2 separate regions of the Arachis hypogaea genome follow, and region 2 is linked to region 1. The links are chromatin contacts, called in public Hi-C maps. All regions are on one chromosome and are shown on one strand. Each heading gives the region's core, a stretch centred on a gene start, on an enhancer-like site or on the middle of the called end of the contact. The rest is flanking DNA. Distances are from core to core; before and after follow the strand shown. Region 1 holds the start of LOC112783641. Region 2 holds the start of LOC112784515 (protein SLOW GREEN 1, chloroplastic).

Region 1 (2,550 bases), core at 15-2,514:
TTTCCCACATTCGTATCTTCATGCTACGGGTTTGATTCATACAATATAAGCAAGAGGAGATGAAACAAGGCATCACATCATTTGGTTCAAATAGTAATTTTTACATGCTATAGAAAGGAGCAAGTTTTGATCACAGTAAAAACGTTCGAAGTTTTCAATCCATTGAACAAATTGGAAACTTGCAAAACTTTTCTGTTCAATACTTGACACAAGGACAGGGCACTTATCAGTTACACGCATGAAAGATGATTTTTGTTTTTTATTACCTGGCGTATCAGCATCAAGGGGGGCAGCTGCTGGAGGCTTGTGATTTTGGCTTCCGGGTGTTTTCTTCTTATTCTTCTTCTTCTTCTTCTTGGTTTTAAGGTTACTGGGAGTAGCAAAAGTGGTAGCTGCAAAGAGTGCTTTCCCCAGTTCTTGGACATCCACTTCGTCTTCACTGTCATCATCATTCGACAAAGCAGCAGCCGCAGATGGTTCATCCGGAACATGAGCTAGCAGAGAATTGTCGTCTGCATCGTGAATATTCTGAAGTCGAAGAACTCGCCAGCTGCCAAAGACCACAACGCAAGTAAAGCGTAACAAGAGGAGTAATGCCAGGGAACCAACTTTTTTCGGCCAACATCAGCCAATTTTTTAAAATTATTTTGTTTACCTTAAATTCTTTTGCCCTAAATCATTAACTCTTAATCTTAATTCTAACTTACAAACCTACACCCTAAAGTTGGCTCATAATATTGTTTTCTATCCTTTCTCTGAAAAGAGGTCATTCGAAGGAAAATAAGAACAGAAAGAGAGAAAGGGAGGAACCTGTGGCATTTGGGAGTAAGGCAACCGAAAAGGAAAAGAAGGCGTTGTTGAAGGCTGCGATTTGGAATTGAAAGGGGAGCATAGACTTGTGCAATAAGGCACAGTTTAGTGCCGCAGTTGCCGCAGTGAAGCAAGTTAGCGTCTACTGCGTGGTTGGGAAGGGGCCAATCCTGTTTAATGATAGAGAAAGCGAATCAAGCAACCATAACTGAAACTAAAATTGAATGAGAAAGGTTTGTTACACATACAGGGAGACCTCCAACTTTGGTGGTGTAAGGATCGGCAGGTTCACGATGGTTGTGAGCCCATGGCCCAGGCATTCCCAGCAACGTCACTTTCGCCATTCTTCAATTGTCACTTGTCCCTGGACTCCCTGCTCATCTCATAATAGGGTTTTGGGTTTGCTTCCACCTAAAACGACGACGTAACACTCACAATCACATACAATTTGCTGCCGCTGCTTTCATTTCAATTTTCATTTGCTTTATATTCATTTTCGATAGGAGTAAATCGTAAAAATAAATCTTAAATTATCAAACATATATTTTTAGAAAAGCTTTTACTGATAAAGTTTTTTACAAGTATGATAAGAAAATAAAAAATTTTTATTTTTAAAATTTGATAATTTTATTATAGATATTTTTTTTATTTTTTAAATTATTAAAAATATTTTTAAAAAATGAACAAAAATTTGGAGATTGAATTTTAGTTTTGTTTTTCACATGTACCCTCTAATAGTTAATCAAATATTTTTACAAATTTTCGAATCAAATATGTAAGTATTTTGCTAAATACGTAAATTATTTGTAACTTATAAAAAAATTATATCTTTTTGTTATTTTTATTGTATTTTAAAACATTTTAACATTTTTTGTATTCATAAATTTAGATTGTAGTTATGTTAACGATTAATAATTAGAAGGCATTTTTGTGGTTTATCCTTCACTATATTATTCTATCACGCATTGTATTCTGGTACCAAAAATGCTGACGTAATATGTTTTGATATTAGTATACATATCTCGACTGATTTTTTTGGATACGATTTGGGGGTGTGAGTTATGCTGGGATATGATCATTACGGGTGATTTACACTGTTATGACGGCGTTGTTTTTTGAAATTTTGGGAGGAAGAAATCGGACCCATCGATTTGTGTGAGGAAGACGTTGAGGAGCATGAAATCGATGCCACCGATTTCTGAGTGGTGAAAGATGTTAACCGAAGAGTGCAGTAATCGGTGGGACCGATTACTGGAGGCAAAAAAAATTATTTTAATCCGGGGTGCACCAATCGGACCCACCGCTTTGGGGGTGCAGGCGGCCGGTCCGTCCGATTTGCCCGTTAGTGCATACAAAAACTGGAAAGAGCTCACAGAAGCCCCATTTCTTCGTCGCCGGTCTCAGCTAATGTTCATCCTCTTCTCTTCTCTTCTCTGATTCTTCTCCTTCATTTTTATAAAATAAATTTCTGTGAGGTTGAGAATAGTCAAGTACGTGTAGTGTTATGGATGATAGAGTTGTATTGAAGATTTATTATTACGGACAGATCTTATTGCAAACATATGAGGGAGTTCAATTTGTGTGTGAAAATTCATTAGATGTTGTTATTCCGTTCACATTGTCATTTGAGGAATTGAAAGGTATGATTTGTGAGAAGATAGATTCTCAAAGATGTAGGAGAGTATCATGTATTTTGTACAGGTATCCTTTACCTGTGTTTGGTGGGTTTGTTCAATTTCA
Region 2 (2,550 bases), core at 22-2,521, 200 kb after region 1:
TTCCACTCATGCTGTTCCAAACTAGGATTGTTGGACATTCACAGTTCTCACACTCCTAGTTTGAGGGGAGATGTTAGCTGATATAGGTGCCGCTCCAGCCTAAATATTTATGAAAGTAAGCTAGTGAATAGTTAGTTAGAAAGTAACTAAGTTACTGTAGTTAGATGTCCGTTAGTGTGAATTAGAATTAGCCATAGTTAATTGAGCATAGTTAGTCTGATGTATAAATACTGCATTGTAATACTCTTACAGGCGTGACTCTCTATTATTCTTCAGCAACTAAACTTCATTCACTTCCATACCTTTTCTCTGCCACTCTTCTCTCACGCCTTCTTCCACTTGTGCAACCTCCTCCCAGCTCTAGATTTTATTACCATTCCTGATAAAGAGATTTAGGATCTTTTTTGAAAAGTTGTTTGCTAGAATTTTTTCCTTCTCCGGCATCACTATTATTGCTTTAGGAACTTTATCACTTCTAAGACTGCTTGAGTTCTCCTTTACATCAGCTGAGTGTATGTGTTGTCTCCTTCTAAGTTAGATTAACATTGTAATCACGGGTGAAGTGTCCAAAGCAATTACATGATTTACATAGAAGGTGTAACCTATCAATGTCCACCTTGTGCCAATGGTCATGAATCCAAACTTATTGCACTATGGGAAAGCTCAAATCCACTTCCATACAAATTCTGGTGAATTTTTCATGCCCTATGTTCTTTGTAATCATATCCACTTGTATTGGTTTCTCAATACATGATTGGATAGCTTTGAGCGTAATTGTTTGAAAGTATGCCGGATTGAGGCTCGAAATTTTCACCCAAACTATAGTTCGGCCAAACGAATTCTCGCATGGATCAAACTCTATTGTCCATTCCTTTACCGCCAAGTAACTATCAAAAACGGAAAAACCATCCACGGGCCACCACTAATAACTCTCTGATCTCTCTCTGAGTTTCCTTATCAAATTTGACCATGTGATAACCACTTTCTATGCTCATCATCTCAAATCCTTCATGGACTTTCCACAGCCTTTGAAGATAATCTCTGAGCGTCAAAGAGATTACATTCCTCCCTAGAAATTTAACAACTAAAGCATCCATCCATGGGAAGGAAATTTGCTCAAGTATGAATAATATAAGTATATAACGCTAATGGTGAGAAATTTAAGATAGTGTAAGAGATTTAAATTTTATTACTAACAATGAAAAAAAAGTAAAAATAAGCTAACTGTTTCAAATGGGCCTATATGATAGATAAGCAGGCCCGTTTCTGCTAGGGCAAGTTGTTGGATGCGTTGCGGCAACTGGCAAGTTATTCCCCAAAAAAAAAAAAAAAAAAAAAAAAAAAAGAAAGAAAGAAAGAAAATTGTGGCAAGTTGTTGGATGTGATTGTAATGGAGAGTGGCGGAGAGGTGTTTTTTTACCGGCAAAGAGTGTTTTCTAAGTTCTAACCTTAGCAACAACCATGGCTTCTTCTACTTCAATCTCTGGTTTCACCATCTGTTCGAATTCCCAGTCAGAATTTCTCAGTTCCAAATCTTCACGCTATGCCTTCTCCAATTCCCTTCCTAGGATTTCATTTCAACTCCCCACACATTTTCCAGCACTTGTTTCTTCCGCACCAAGGGTCTTATCAAGTTTTGTGAAACAAAACATAGCTTCTCTCCTCATCGGCTCCTTCATCTTCGTCGGCTCCTTCTCCAACAGAGCCGCCATGGCAGCACTCACACCCCCGCTTGCTGCTGTACACACCGAGGAGAAGACGGAGACGGAGGAGGAGATGTGCCAGAAGATTCTGGAGAATGACCCGAAGAACGTTGAGGCTCTGAAGGTGGTTGTGTACGGCAAGATTAGGAGAGGGAAGGCCAAAGAGGCGATTAAGTTGGTAGAGAGTTTGATTAAGGTGGAGCCAAACGAAGTTGAATGGAGGCTTTTGTTGGCCCTCTGTTACGACACCATGGGCCACTTCAGTACTTCAAAGAGACTCTTCAAGGAAATCTTGCGCCAAAGGCCTCTTTTTCTCAGAGCTCTCCACGTAAATCTTTCTCATCCTCTTGCGTGTATTTCATACAAGGAACAATGGTTGCTAATTTGCTATCTCTTCAACAGGGTTTGGCTATGGTGATGCACAAGAACCATGAAGGGCGTGCTGTGTTTGAAATGCTGGATAAGGCTAGGGAGCTAGCTTCGCGTCAAGAGAGAGTTACAGAGGAGAGGAATATACGAATCTTAATTGCACAAATGTTTGTTGTGCAGGTGAATTCTTGATCTTTCAGCTTGTTATAGTAAAATTAGTAATGGTACATTGCTAATAATTCAGCATTCTAGGGTGATTTGGAGGAGGGCTTAAAAAGGTTTCAAGATTTGGTTAATGAAAATCCTCGAGATTTCAGGCCTTATCTTTGCCAGGTAAGTTTATTTATGCTATGCCATTGTTGTGTTATCTTTTGCAATATTATTCACTTTTGTATCTATCTGTAGGGAATTATATACAGTCTGCTCGATAAAAAGGAGGAAGCTGCACAGCAGTTTGAAACATATCAATCTCTTGTGC

The links. Hi-C and Micro-C count contacts between places; a contact is called where the count stands out from the background.
Region 2: a Hi-C map of leaf shows a contact between it and region 1, with 2.8 times the contacts expected there. The contact joins the promoter of LOC112784515 here to the promoter of LOC112783641 in region 1. A contact is called at or near these places in 2 of 8 Hi-C or Micro-C datasets (leaf and an unstated tissue).

Annotation. Positions count from the first base shown.
Region 1 is chr20:107,298,018-107,300,567 of arahy.Tifrunner.gnm2.J5K5, forward strand. It overlaps LOC112783641, which reads right to left and starts at 1,265. Exons shown (of 6, transcript XM_025826675.3): 1 at 1,059-1,265; 2 at 811-980; 3 at 267-550. The coding sequence starts at 1,154.
Region 2 is chr20:107,496,833-107,499,382 of arahy.Tifrunner.gnm2.J5K5, forward strand. LOC112784515 (protein SLOW GREEN 1, chloroplastic) reads left to right here and starts at 1,272. Exons shown (of 5, transcript XM_072229826.1): 1 at 1,272-2,031; 2 at 2,106-2,252; 3 at 2,325-2,405; 4 at 2,478-2,550. The coding sequence starts at 1,462.